4 separate regions of the Mus musculus genome follow, and regions 2, 3 and 4 are each linked to region 1. A link is a contact called in public HiChIP or PLAC-seq and promoter capture Hi-C data. All regions are on one chromosome and are shown on one strand. The core of a region is the stretch at or near the end of the contact, and the rest is flanking DNA. Distances in the headings are between cores, read along the strand shown. Region 1 holds the start of Ints14 (integrator complex subunit 14). Region 2 has its middle 4.7 kb from the start of Gm39360. Region 3 overlaps Map2k1 (mitogen-activated protein kinase kinase 1). Region 4 holds the start of Uchl4 (ubiquitin carboxyl-terminal esterase L4).

Evidence for each region. Promoter capture Hi-C pulls out the DNA fragments that hold promoters and counts their contacts. HiChIP or PLAC-seq counts read pairs in DNA pulled down with a chosen protein or histone mark.
Region 2: a contact with region 1 is called in a promoter capture Hi-C map of pre-B cells, with 3 times the contacts expected there. The contact joins the enhancer-like site here to the promoter of Ints14 in region 1. A contact is called at or near these places in 5 of 39 promoter capture datasets (the C10 cell line, hippocampal neurons, liver and 1 more) and 2 of 115 datasets of contacts at active chromatin or transcription factors (bone marrow-derived macrophages and large pre-B cells).
Region 3: a contact with region 1 is called in a promoter capture Hi-C map of hematopoietic stem and progenitor cells, with 4 times the contacts expected there. The contact joins the enhancer-like site here to the promoter of Ints14 in region 1. A contact is called at or near these places in 18 of 39 promoter capture datasets (the 3T3-L1 cell line, the C10 cell line, the HPC-7 cell line and 12 more), 3 of 115 datasets of contacts at active chromatin or transcription factors (embryonic hindbrain, embryonic stem cells and stem cell-derived neural progenitor cells) and 2 of 9 other capture datasets (adipose tissue and macrophages).
Region 4: a contact with region 1 is called in an H3K4me3 HiChIP or PLAC-seq map of fetal liver, with 7 times the contacts expected there. The contact joins the promoter of Uchl4 here to the promoter of Ints14 in region 1. A contact is called at or near these places in 15 of 39 promoter capture datasets (the 3T3-L1 cell line, the C10 cell line, the HPC-7 cell line and 9 more), 1 of 115 datasets of contacts at active chromatin or transcription factors (fetal liver) and 1 of 9 other capture datasets (macrophages).

Annotation. Positions count from the first base shown.
Region 1 is chr9:64,959,222-64,962,716 of GRCm38.p6, forward strand. It overlaps Ints14 (integrator complex subunit 14), which reads left to right and starts at 1,611. Exons shown (of 13, transcript NM_001077631.2): 1 at 1,611-1,717; 2 at 2,473-2,777.
Region 2 is chr9:64,103,519-64,107,013 of GRCm38.p6, forward strand. No RefSeq gene overlaps it. Among named protein-coding and RNA genes, the nearest start is that of Gm39360, 4.7 kb to the left of the region's middle. Within about 2 kb of position 1,918, at least 82 of the 459 cell types and tissues checked have an H3K27ac peak or open chromatin away from gene starts, as enhancers often do. A contact at or near this core is called in bone marrow-derived macrophages and pre-B cells, where this site is marked.
Region 3 is chr9:64,200,965-64,204,459 of GRCm38.p6, forward strand. Map2k1 (mitogen-activated protein kinase kinase 1) reads right to left here. Exons shown (of 11, transcript NM_008927.4): 5 at 3,467-3,495. Among named protein-coding and RNA genes, the nearest start is that of Snapc5, 23 kb to the left of the region's middle. Within about 2 kb of position 1,572, at least 62 of the 459 cell types and tissues checked have an H3K27ac peak or open chromatin away from gene starts, as enhancers often do. A contact at or near this core is called in the HPC-7 cell line, erythroid cells and hematopoietic stem and progenitor cells, where this site is marked.
Region 4 is chr9:64,233,424-64,236,918 of GRCm38.p6, forward strand. It overlaps Uchl4 (ubiquitin carboxyl-terminal esterase L4), which reads left to right and starts at 1,778. Exons shown (of 1, transcript NM_033607.1): 1 at 1,778-2,939. The coding sequence starts at 1,816. The coding sequence ends at 2,517. The region is part of intron 1 of Map2k1 (mitogen-activated protein kinase kinase 1); the gene reads right to left.

The sequences.
Region 1 (3,495 bases), core at 361-2,860:
GATGTTCTGACTTTATCGTCATTGAACAAACTTCTGATTTGGAGCCAATCATGAGGTCCCCTCTCGATGGTTCTGTCTTTTATCATCAGTTTTAACAAAATGACTTGCTGGGCGTGGTGGCACACGCCTTTAATCCCAGCACTCGGGAGGGAGAGGCAGGCAAATTTCTGAGTTCGAGGCCAGCCTGGTCTACAAAGTGAGTTCCAGGACAGCCAGGACTACACAGAGAAATCCTGTCTCAAAAAACCAAACCAAAAAAGAAAAAAAAAAAAAAAAAGACTTATTCCTTTCTACGTCACCGAAAAGCCAGCTGTTCAGCAGAACGAGGACGACGACAACAAATCTGAACACCTATCAGATCATTAAAAATGAGCAAACTAATTAACTTAAGTTTAGTCTTTAAGGTCATAAACCAGACCATGTATCTAAGCTGGCCTAGAACAGCAATCCATGGCTGAATCATCACCACAATAGAGCAACTAGACAGATAACTCCTCTGTCTGCATAGTCTTGGCCAGATCTCTCCCATTACGGCTAAGTAATCAGGCTATATATTCTTACTTACCTAGAGCCCCATAACTGTTCAAACATAGCAAGGTCTTTTGAAATATTGAAACTAGCCTGGTTGGAGAAAGATGTCCTGCAGCAAACAAAAGCTAAGTCTACAGGCCATGCGGCCTTGATATTGGTTCCCCAGAGTCTAGTGTTGGCTTTCTCTGCCACCTCTAATAGAAAGAGGAAACATTAAAGAACAACAAACACTTTCCCACGGAGCAAGTTGTGGTAAGTCAGTTCTAAGAGTTTCCCTTCCTTATCCCGCTTGCAACCCATAAGCTTAAAGAAAGCCATATGCCTAAGACTTTACAGGGAGCTCTGTGTTCTCACTTGTAATTGCTGTTGTGAAGTATTGGTCTTTGAACCATAACTACCCAGCGTTCTGTTAGCATCCGTTGAGGCCTACTACTAACTGACATTCTCCAGGCCCCTACAGCCCACAGGGTTAGCAAGTCACCTTTTGCCCACCTCACCCTCTCATCCCCGCCCAGGAACTCCCTGAGGCATATGCTATGCTAGGGACACCTGGTGGAGAGAAGCAGGCAGGGACCCTCAAAGCCTTACATGGAATCCTAAAAGCAAAACCTTCAGCACATCTCAGGCACAAAAGCAATAACTGAGTCACGCTTCTGCCGGTCTCAAAGTCAGGGTAGGGAAATAACGTGGTACTAAGATCTCAATGCAACTTAGACTCAGGGCAGCCAGGTGCTTACAGTCTGAGCACTCAGCCGGGGATTACAGTTTTTTAAGAGTAGGAAGAGCATCCTACTGTTCTGTCGGTGTGACTGAGAATTCTGAAGAAGAAAAGCAATGACAGAAATGTTAGACACTGGCCAGGGGTCTACAGGTTAATAAAAAGGCAAAGCAGAGATAAATGGAGGGAGGCACCCAGAATGGGGTAAGACAAAGGGGGAAGGGCCAGAAACCCCCCGCAGGGCTCAGCCTGGGAGGAAATTGGGGCTCCGTGGGCAAGAGACAGAGGAGGAGCACCCCCTAGCGTCCCGGGAGAGCCACAACCCAGCGCCCGTGGGCTGGAAGCCCCGCCCAGCCCACGCTATTCGCTGCCTCCGGGTTCCCTTATGTCGCACGGCCCTTAAGTTCCGGCTATGGCGCGCGGACGGAAGGTTTAAGCGGACGGACAGAGGCTGGAGATGGGCTCCGGGTAAGTCAGGGAATGTGCCTGTTGAGGGCTGTGTTTCGATGGCGGTTGGGGTTACAGGGGAAGGAGTGGAAGGAACAACACAGGGCGGGCGGCGGACCTTCTCTGAGGCCCGCGTAGGGTGGCGGTCTCAGGGGCGCTGGCTCCAGGGCCTGCGACAGGCCTGCCCTCTGTGTGGCCCGGGTCTTGTAAGCAGCAGGATTCCGCGCTTGGGGCCGTGTTTCTTCCTCCCCTGAGAGTCTTCCGTCCCTGGACCCTGAGACTTCCGTCCCCTCTTTCCCCGAGAGTTCCATACAACAAATGTTTTGGGCTCGTTTTAAAGGTAAAGGTCTATTCTTCAGTTGCAGTCTTAAGTGAACTCTGCTGCACTTCAGGCTACCCATTCAGATATTAATCATCTGAGAATTTAGAGGAATTCGTAGGGCAAGCCAGAGCGACAGAAAAGCCGACGTGTATGCACTTAGAAACTGAAGTGGAGCTTTGAGAGATTCCTGAGCGTCAAATTGCTATGAATGGGCTAATGATCCCCTTCAGAGTAGAACTATAAATGTAATTGATGGCTTTTAGAGCAGTCATGTGGCGAGGATGTATCATCAGGAGTAGACTGTCCAGGAGAAAGAAAACCCTTGGTTATCTGAAACATTGTAAAATGGTACCAATTGGAAAGGCTGAGGGCGGTGTGGGGAAATTTGATCAGAGTCAGCCCAAGTGAGAAATACATCGTGTTATCTACTAATGAGAGATCTTTTATTTTTCAGTTTTGTGGCTAAGCCCAGACTGCTTGAGTGAAACAGCCTTCAGGGACGTTCCATTCTTTCGTTTATCCCAGTGCTTACAACCCAAAAACAAAATTGGATTGCCACAAGTCGGCCACGGCTGAGGAAGTGCACTCGGGCCCTGACACAAATGCATCAGTCAGGAGAAAGAGCCAGCTTCTCAGGTGTCTTCAGAGAAGGCCAGACTGACAGCTGCGGTCACCCATTGCAGTGCTAGCAGCAATTTCATGGACTGGAAGTGCTTGTTGGTACTTGATCCAGAAAACTGTTTCTCAATCTCTTAAGAGGTGAGGGCGTGATCATCAGCTTTAAAAACCATAAAGGCTTCCGTGCATAAATGTGACCCACAAGAGCTGGATAAACTGCACCTGAGCAGAAGTGCAGGACTCCCTGGTGGCTCTGCTTAAATAAGAAAGTGTATTTTTGTGTACAGAGTTAAAATTTACAATGTATTTTCCTAATGAATTAATGTATGTTGTATTAGGGGTAGTTCATTGGTTATGTTGAGATTTTGATGAGCACCTGCTGTGTGCCAGATGTAAACCTGAGTAGACATTAGGAAGCAAAGTCTTTTTAAAATTTTATTATTTTTTTATTTTTTTTTTGGTTTTTCGGGACAGGGTTTCTCTGTGTAGCCCTGACTGTCCTGGAACTCACCCTGTAGACCAGGCTGGCCTCGATCTCAGAAATCCGCCTGCCTCTGCCTCCCGAGTGCTGGGATTAAAAGTGTGCGCCACCACTGCCCAATATGAAGCAAACTCTTATTGTGATCCTTGCCCTTAGTGACCTCATTTAATACAGTTCTGAACTCACTTTTCCTAGGCAGCATGGACCTAGGAAAATGCTAGTATGTAGCAAAACAGGGCAGTAATGCTTGGGGGTGGGGGGTGTCGGGGGTGGTGAGGTCATGTCATCTCCCAGAAGAGTGAATATGTTTAACACATTGTTTAATGAGACAGAGAGAGGGATACATATTTAATTTTTCCTTAGGGGCTGGAGTGGTTC
Region 2 (3,495 bases), core at 668-3,167, 860 kb before region 1:
TTCTATGCAGTGCTAGGGATTGAACCCAGGGTTTCATACATGCCAGGCAAACACTCTACCAACTGAGCTACAGCTCTAACCCCAAACTTCTGCATTATATATATATATATATATATAAACATATATATATATATATATATAAATTTTTATTTTTATGTATGTAAGTACACTGTAGCTGTTTTCAGACACACCAGAAGAGGGTATCAGATCCCATTACAGATGGTTGTGAGCCACCATGTGGTTTCTGGGAATTAAACTCAGGACTTCTAGAAGAGCAGCCAGTACTCAGTACTGCTGAGTCATCTCTCCAGCCCCTCCATTTTGATCCTTACACACAAAGGCTCACCCATTTCCTGTTTCTTGAATTAGACATGATGGTCTCCCTTGTGACTCAGGATTCTGAGGCAAACATTAAGCTTCTGGAACAGGTGGAACTAACACCCGCAAAGGCCCCTTAGTTCTTCCCCAAGAAAGTGGAGCAGAGGGGCTGGTGAGATGGCTCAGTGGGTAAGAGCACCTGACTGCTCTTCCAAAGGTCCGAAGTTCAAGTCCCAGCAACCACATGGTGGCTCACAACCATCTGTAATGAGATCTGATGCCCTCTTCTGGTGCATCTGAAGACAGCTACAGTGTACTTACATATAATAAATAAATAAATAAATCTTATAAAAAAAAAAAAAAGAAAGAAAGAAAGAAAGAAAGTGGAGCAGAAAGGAAACAAAATCCCACACATTTAATCACCAGCCAGTGGCGTCTATGGCACTCAACTGTAGTCATGCTATTGTTGGGACTTTATGGTTAGGTTGAACCTGAGCTGCCCAATAACGGGGGCCACTTGCCACATGTAACCGACTGAATTAGAGAGCCTGAATTAGGCCATAGTGACCCAAATGCTAGCATGAACCATACCTCAGCTTGGTAGGGAAGATTATCTTATGTGTGATGTGATGTGTGTTCCTTTGAGGGATAGCTCAGGACTTGGGTTTCCCAGGGTCCCCTTCTCCTCCTTCCCCATCCCATAGCCCACAGTGACAAGGAGGAGAAAGGATCAGCATCTGCTGGGGGAGGGGGAATTCTAGGATGGCAACTGAGGACCTCTGAGGACCTCAGGGTCAGTGTGTCTCTGCTAGCCATCAGACGGTTTGGGGAGATGAGGGAGCATGGCAGATGGTGGCTTCGAAGTCCTAAGGCCTATTTCATACAGCCTGTGAGTTCAGAGACATGTGACAGGGGACCCTCTCTGTCCATGCCATCGTGGCTGTTGCTGTTATTTTCTTTCCAGTGCCCAGAACTGTGCCTGGATGGCATAGGGCTTGACAAGAGGATTTTGAGTTTATGAGTCCAGTGACTGTGATACTCACAGAATCACCTCATGGTGTGTGATTAGCCTCACTCTGCAGAGGTGAAAACTGGTCGAAAGGCATTCAGGAAACCGAGGGCTGGAGTTCAGCTTGGTAGAGCACTCATCTAGTGTGCTGCACAAGTCCCTAGATTCAATCCTCTGCACGGCACAACTGAGAGGGACGGCACACACTGCAATCCCAGCACTTGGGAGATAGGAGTGGAAAGGTCAGGTGTTCAAGGTCAGCCTTAGCTACCTGGGGAATTTGTGGCCAGCATTGGCTGCAGGTGACCCTGGCTTAATAAAACTTTTAAAGCTTTCTTGTGTCCCCAGCTGAGCGGCACCAGCCAAGGCCCCGGCGCACAACTGGCAGGGTGCAGGATGCAGCTCTTGAAGTCCATATCCTAAGGCAATGTCCTTCTCTAGTCCCAAGAACTTGAGTAAGGCTCTTGGGTCCCACAAGCTGAAAGAGAGATCCCAGCAAGAGGTTCGCACTCTGTGAAGCCAACCTCTTCCCTCCTTGTCCTTCCCTGACTCTAAAGAGGCAAAGCCCAGGAGGACAAGGGGTGACTCAGACACTTCCTGTTTTCTTGGCCACAGTAACATCGAGATGGAAACCGCTTAGGCTGGGGTTCATGGCCTAAGAGAGGGGGCTTGGAGAGAAGGTCAGAGTTGCAGAGCCAGCCTGCTCTGGGACAAGGTTGGAGCCAGCTGGGTGAAGCGGCACAGTGTGGTTTCCTGGCCTGGGTGACTGAAGACAAGCGTGGTTTGACGGGTGGCTAGATCAGCAAAGGAGAGAGGGCTTGGGCCAGCTTTTCTTGAAGTGTAAGGGGTTTGTTTTGAGTCCTTGGGGATTGAAGGAGGGCCCAAGGTTCTGCCTTTATTCTTTGGTACAGGCAAATCAGACAGGCTGGGAGGTGACAGGGAGGGGGTGGGGCCCTGCAAACCAAATCCTGGGTGACCAAGAGCTGGGATACATTATGACTGCCCTTCCATGTGACTTCAGAAAGCCCACATCAGCTCTATCGCAGAGTGAAGCTCCCAAAGAGAGAAGGTTTATTTTGGCTCGTGGGTGTAGGGGTTTCTGTCCACAGCCAGCAGCCTCATTGTTTGAGGCCTCTGTTGAGGACAACACACCCATCCGCTCTTCTCAGGACCCAGGAAGCAAAAGAGAGAGAGAGAGAGAGAGAGAGAGAGAGAGAGAGGAAGAGGAAGAGGAAGAGGAAGAGGAAGAGGAAGAGGAAGAGGAAGAAAGGACTGGAAAGATGGCTCAGTGGTTAAGAGCACTGGCTGCTCTTCCAGAGGTCCTGAGTTCAATTCCCAGCACCCACATGGCAGCTCACAACTGTCTGTAATTTCAGTTCCAGTGGATCTAACACCCTCACACAGACATATATCAGGCAAAACACTGATGCAAATTAAAAAAAAAAAATTAACAAAGAAAGAAAGAAAGAAAGAAAGAAAGAAAGAAAGAAAGAAAGAGAGAGGCTGGCAATGAAGCTCAGTTGGTAGAGCACTTGCCTATCATGCACAGTGCCTTGGCTCCAATCCCGTGCATCCTGTAACTAGGCATGGTGGTACACACCAGGTATCACTTGGGAAGCAGAGGCAGGAGTATCAGAAGTTCAAAGCCATTCTCACCTACATAGCAAATTCAAGGCCAGCATGGACTGCAAGAGACCTTTTCTAAAAAAAAAAAAAAAAAAAAAAAAAAAAAAAAAAAAAAAAAAAGAATCCTGGGAGCTAGAGAGCACTTGAGGCCCTACCCTGAGGATCAGAGTTCAGATCTTAGCATCCTGTCTGCTCTCTCTCTCTCTCTCTCTCTCTCTCTCTCTCTCACACACACACACACATGCATGGAGTAAATAAATCTAAAAGAAGAACGCATAGATCTCTGATGAAGGATAACTTGGCAGCATCTATGAAAACCACAGATTCCAGGGACTGGAGAGATGGCTCAGTCATTAAAAACACTTCTGTCTTTCCAAAAGACTCAAGTTCAACACTCACATTGGCATGCTATCCATAGCCTCTATTCTAACTCCAGGGGATCCAATGCCCTCTTCTGGTCTTCATGGTCACCCACATGCACACATCATATGCACACACACAACTAAAAATAAAACTCATTTCCATTGTTAGTAAGTGTGTAC
Region 3 (3,495 bases), core at 322-2,821, 760 kb before region 1:
CACTTCTCCAAGTTGGACCAGAACCTCTGTGAAGGCAGCAACCACATAGCAGTCTAGGACCATACGTTTGTATTTGGTTTTAAGGGGGGATGGGGGCAATAACACATGACAAAGTGTTCTTAGCCCTGACTGGGACTGGCCTGGAACTTGCAATGTAAAGCAGGCTGGTTCAAACTCAGAGATCTGCCTGTCTCTGACTCCACAATGCTAGGGTTAATGTTCTTTTATTAAGTACCATCACCTTGGTGCTATTAGAGATTTACTGGCCAGTTTCATCTGATCCTGGGTTGTCCCAAGAAATGGAAGAGGTAAGACAGATAAATTACCTACAGTTTTGCTAGGATCACTCAAAGGGGTAGAGTTGGAAGGAACTTTCCATGAAGTTTTACCTGCAACCAGGATGCTGGGGAAAGACATGTTTGGAAAAACTCCAAAGAGTTGCTGTAGCCACCTCTGAGTGGCGGTGCTGTATGGAGCCAGTCAGCATTTACTTCCAGCAAGAAAACCAGCTGTTCCCATATAGAAGACAATCCCACAACAGAAGCCTCTAATTAACATGGTTCCTAGCCTCAGGCTGAGAATGACTCTACTGTTGCTCCTCCACGGTGTCAGGTCTCATGAGCTGCCTTCCCTCTTGATTTGGTAGTAGTTAATAGGACCACCTTTAGAGTAATAACCAGGTAATGAGACTTCCATAGCAAACCAATCTCTTTGGGCATGAGACTCCTCTCTGAGTGTTACCGCTAACAGACTGGCAATCAGGGCCCCAGGGTTGCTAGTAGGTCACTGCTCTCCATGACCAGCAGGTTCAATCACAGCTCCCCTCCCCCCAACCCCCAACCCACAGCTATAATGTGACACTGATTCCAAAAGGACCAAAGTCAAGTCCTCCTGACACCACCCCTCCAGCTAGTACCTGCCCTCCGCTCCTAGGGGCTTCTCAGAAAACCTATTACTTCTCTCTCATGTCTCCTCCTGCCATTCATGGTGCTCCCCCTCCCTCCCTCCCTCTCCCCCCCCCTTCTCTAGTATTCTGTGTTACTGGGCTATGGCAACCCCTAAAGAACTGCTCTCCGCCAGGCAGTGGTGGCAAGTGCCTTTAATCCCAGCACTTGGGAGGCAGAGGCAAGTGGATTTCTGAATTAGAGGCCAGCCTGGTCTACAGAGTGAGTTCTAGGACAGCCAGGGATATACAGAGAAACCCTGTCTCAAAAAAGCAAAAAAAAAAAAAAGAGCTGTAAAGCTGTCATTCTTCAAGAACCCACAGAAACAAGCTGAGAGCCACGGTTGGTGCTTACCTTCTCCAAGGCAATTAATCCTTCCTTCTCTTAACTTGGGTCAGGAACCTTTTTCCCCCATTAATTAATTTATTATATTTCCTTTACATTCAGACTGACCACAGCTTCCCTTCCCTCCTCTCCTTCCAGGCCCACTTCTCTGCCCCCTCCCTGCCCCTATCTCCCCCTCTGCCTTTCTCTTCAGAAAAGAGAAGGCCTCCTATGGATGTCAACACACTTCAGGGCCTCAACAGGAAGCTTTTGTAGTAAAGAACTGGAGAGTAAATATTTTAGGATGAGTCATTTCTTTCACAAGAGACTGTTTGAAAATACCAATACAGCCACAAAGCAGTCACAGAGAACACTTAAGCAAGTAAGTGTGGCTGTGTTCTAACAGGACTTTATTTATAGACATTAAGCTCATTGTTTGTTTGAGGCAGAGTCTCTCCAATAGCCCTAGGTGTTCTGAACTTGCTATATAGACTAGGCTGGCCTTGAACTCATAGAGCTCTACCTGCCCCTGCCTCCCCAGGGCTACGATTAAAGGCATGTGCCACCATACCTGGCCAGGGATGTTAAAATTTGAATTGCACACAACTATCACATGTCACCAAGCTTTGAAAATCATCCTTAGCTTGCAGAACATACAAATCTAAAGAAAGCAGGCACAATGTGGCCTATAAGCTATCTGCTCACTCCTGTTTTGACCATCTGTTAGGAATTACTGGGTATTTGTTTGTTTGTTTGTTTGTATTTTTGACTCAAGGCTTAGTCACTTTGCCATGGAAACCCTTTTACTTCCTTTTGTCCAAAATCCTGGGAATTGAGCCCAGCCTTACCCATGCTACAACATGCTCTAGTACTGTGCTCCACCCTACATTCCATTTGCTTGCTTTCAACATCCATTCCTTCTCCTCAACAATTATTAACAAATTTCCTCATTACTATAATCTTCTTCTGAAACACCAAATAGTTTTGCTTGGGTATCAATCTATGTGACCAGCCACAAGCACATTAATGCCCTGGCACAACAGGCCTAATTGAAAGCCCATCAGAGGCCCAGCACTGGTGTGGACAGGGGAGAGAAGGTGAAGCTTTCCTGGGATTGAGCACATGCAGAACCTGCTGTGTAAGTGGCTGGTGAGGTCTATGCTGCCCTCACTAAAGAGAATCTGCCTGAAAAGAAAGCCTTACAAAAAGAGGTGCTTCAGGGCAACCAGAGCTGCACAGAGAAACCCTGTCTCAAAAAACAAGCAAGGCTGGGAAGACGGCTCAGTGGTTAAGAGCACTGACTGCTCTTTCAGAGGTCCTGAGTTCAAATCCCACATGGTGGCTCACAACCATCTGGAATGGGATCTGACGCCCTCTTCTGGTGTGTCTGAAGACAGCTCTGGTATACTCATACATAAAATAGATAATTCTTTTAAAACAATAAAACAAAGACTATATCAGCAAATGTACATGATGTGTATGCCTTTAATCACAGCATTTAGGAGGCAGTGGCAGGCGGGTCTGAGTTCTCAGGCCAAGCTGGTCTACATAGTTAGTTCCAGGTCTGCCAGGGCTAAATAATAAGATCCTTGTCTCACAATAAAGGATATGTTAGTAATAGAACACTTTATACAGGATCACTCTATATTGCTCTGGCTGCTTTAAACGCACAGAGATACACCTACCCATGCCTCCCAAGGCACCCACCACTATGCCCTGTTTAGTAAAGGGCTTTCATTCCAAAACAAAACTAAACACTTTTTTTTTTTTTTTTTTGGTTTTTTGAGACAGGGTTTCTCTGTGTAGCCCTGGTTGTCCTGGAACTCACTCTGTAGACCAGGCTGACCTTGAACTCAGAAATTCTCCTGCCTCTGCCTCCTAAGTGCTGGGATTAAAGGCGTGAACCACCACTGCCCGGCTAAACACATTTTATTATTTTTTTAAAAGATTTATTTATTATTATAATTAAGTACACTGTGGCTGTCTTCAGACACACCAGAAGAGAGTGTCAGATCTCATTACGGATGGTTGTGAGCCACCATGTGGTTGCTGGGATTTGAACTCAGGACCTTCGGAAGAGCAGTCAGTGCTCTTAACCGCTGAGCCATCTCTCCAGCCCCTAAACACATTTTAAAAAGATGTGAAACCTCCAGATTTCAACTGTAATTCAGAATGAAACACCTGGCAATCCTTCTCACCTCTGTGCATAATCTTGTGCTTCTCCCGA
Region 4 (3,495 bases), core at 528-3,027, 730 kb before region 1:
GAGAGTCTGAAGACAGCTACAGTGTACTTATGTATAATAAATAAATAAATCTTTAAAAAGGAAGGAAGGGAGAGAGGGAGGGAGGGAGGAAGGGAGGGAGAGAGAGAGAGAGAGAGAGAGAGAGAGAGAAAGTCTATCTTGCAAACCAGTACCTGGTATACAAGATACATATCTAATATCAGTTCAATGAACATTAAGTATCTTAATCTTTAACAAACGAATTAGAACCACACTGTAATCTGGGGCGAGGTGTGATGATACATGCCTATAATCAATCCCAGCACTATGCTGGGATCCACTGTCATTTTGGTCATAATCTAATTCTATCTGGCCTACACAAATGCCATGTATGTGGACAGCAAATAACAGGCAGCTGCGAGCATTTGAGGCACACAAACCTCTGTCATCTGAACTGTTTGGAAGACAGATGGTTAGCAGCTGCAAGTTCAATTACAAAGTGCCTGGAAGGAAGGCAAAGAAGGAAGCAAAGGGATCCAAGGGCCGCTTCATATATTAAGCGTGGAATTCCTTTCCAACAAACATCTTTTATTTCCTTGGGGGAAGCCAACTCGGATATACCCTTTGAACTTGAGAGAAAAGCTTCAGAAGAAAGAATCTAGCAACAGAGAGACGGAGTGAAGCTGGAGGCACAGAAAAAAAAAAATCACTACTTCTAAATTCTACGGTTTGTGTTTTAAGGAAAGACAGAGGGCACGGGAGACTCCACTGTGCAGCCAGGCTAAGAGCCTGGATCAACTGTGTTCTTTGGTTGAATGAGTTGCCTCTTTTCTCATCCTTCATTTTGTCCTTTGCAAAGCAAAAGGGCAAGAATTAACTAAAGGACAAGATGGTTGACTTCTAGACCAGTACTCACAGACATTATACAATGACAGAAATAGTCTACATGTATGCTGCCCAAAACAGTTGCCACAGTGGCCAATAAGGCTTTTAAAGGTAACTAGTATGGCTGAGAAACTGGTATTTAAACTGTACTGAATTTTAGTTAATTTAGATATAAATAGCTATATGTGGGTAATGTCTAGTTTAGAAAAGTACAACACTACAAAATCCTCCTGCATTTTACACAGTGGGGTGGGGAATGATGTTAGCCGAGGCCTGACCTAGGCTCTAACCTAGATCCACAGCTTACCAGTTATACAACCCTATGAAACTACTAAGCTTCCCTGAGCTTCACATCGCCAACTGGTACAATGGACTCTGGTAACCGTTCTTGTAGAATATCCGTGACTACAGAGACCAGAAAGCCCTCAGTGAATGCCAGCTGTTTCTCCAGTTCCTCTTTAGTCTTTGGACTCCATCCTACTAGTCTTCTTGCACACATCCATTTTTATTACCTTGAAGACTAAAGCAAGCCTTAGTCCCCATGGGCAGCCCTGTCTATCAGGAAAGCAACTTGCCCAGGAGTTGTCTCAGGTCCCCAGCAGTGGGCAAGCCTCTGGTGATGGAAGGGTCGGTGCCTCCGGAACCACTGATTTCCGCTCACCCTCCATCCCCTCTGCCTCACATGATCACCAGCAATTTACACTCCTCCTGTGACTGGAGAGCAAGCTGAAACATAACTCACCAAAACACCTGTCACTTGTTTCTGGTACTTTTCCAACTCTTTCCCCTTATCTTTCCCTGCTAAAGATGGTAAGGCTTTTTAATATGAAAATGGCTTAGATTTTTTTTTTTAATTACCACACTCAGAAATAGGGATGCAACAAATTCCATTTATGGTTAACCCAGGAGTTATTTAGTTACCAATATTAAACAAGGCAAGGTCAGAGCTGGAGAGAGGCCGACGGAGCAGTCATGGAGGGTCAACGCTGGCTGCCACTGGAGGCCAACCCTGAGGTCACCAACCAGTTTCTCAAGCAATTAGGCCTGCATCCTAACTGGCAGTTTGTTGATGTGTACGGGATGGAGTCTGAACTTCTTAGCATCATACCAAGACCAGTGTGCGCAGTGTTACTCCTCTTCCCTATCACAGAAAAGTATGAAGTCTTCAGAACAGAAGAGGAAGAAAAGATAAAATCTCAAGGACAAGATGTGACATCATCAGTATATTTTATGAAACAAACCATCAGCAATGCCTGTGGAACGATTGGAACGATTGGACTAATCCATGCCATTGCAAACAACAAAGACAAGGTGCACTTTGAATCAGGGTCAACATTGAAAAAGTTCCTGGAGGAGTCTGTATCAATGAGCCCTGAAGAGAGAGCCAAATACCTGGAGAACTATGACGCTATTCGAGTTACTCATGAAACCAGTGCACATGAAGGTCAGACTGAGGCACCAAGTATAGATGAAAAAGTAGATCTTCATTTTATTGCGTTAGTACATGTAGATGGGCATCTCTATGAATTAGATGGATGGAAACCATTTCCAATTAACCATGGGAAAACTAGCGATGAGACGTTGTTAGAGGATGTCATAAAAGTTTGCAAGAAGTTCATGGAACGTGACCCTGATGAGTTAAGATTTAATGCAATTGCTCTCTCGGCAGCATAGCATCTTGACAGAAACACCAAATACTGTATTATTTGCAACAAAAGTTAAATTTCTGATGCCATAACTAACTCAAAATTTTTAATATTTTCATTAACTTGACTAATTAAACTTTATGTGGAAACAAACAAACAAACAAACAAGGCAAAAGAAACTGTTGTAGAAGGAATGTTCTAGTACAAGAATAGCCCAGCAGTGGTGGTGTATACCTTTAATCCCAGTACTCAGGAGACAGAGGCAGGTGGCTCTCCAAGTTCTAGACTAGCCTGGTCTACAAAGCAAGTTCCAGGACAGCCAGCGCTGCATAGAGAAATCCTATCTCGAAAAACAAAAAATAAACAACAACAACAAACAAACAAAAAAGAATAATAATCTGCCAAAGTCTCTATGTTAATATACTATGATACGAAGCCCGGTCTTTCCTGAAACGTAGGCCTCGCCGTCCTTGGGGAAAGCAGCTTTCCTTGCCTTCAATGACTACATTTTTTAGTTTTACTTTTGTTACATTTATGTGTCTGTGGGTACACATGTGCCACTGAGCAAGAGTCAGGTCTCACCTTCCACCATGTGGCTCCCAGGGGCATCAGCAGGCAGGTGGCTTGAATTGCTAAGGCATCTTGGCAGCCCTCAGTGACCATGGTTTATCAGTAGACACAAATGAGTGATATACAGCACATTTTTGCAATCCTAGTTGTCTTAGTCGGGGTTTCTATTCCTGCACAAACATCATGACCAAGAAACAAGTTGGTGAGGAAAGGGTTTATTCGGCTTACACTTCCATACTGCTGTTCATCACCAAGGAAGCCAGGACTGGAACTCAAGCAGGTCAGGAAGCAGGAGCTGATGCAGAGGCCATGGAGGGATGTTCTTTACTGGCTTGCCTCACCTGGCTTGCTCAGCCTGCTTTCTTATAGAACCAAGACTACCAGCCCTGAGATGGTCCCACCCACAAGGGGCCTTTCCCCCTTGATCACTAATTGA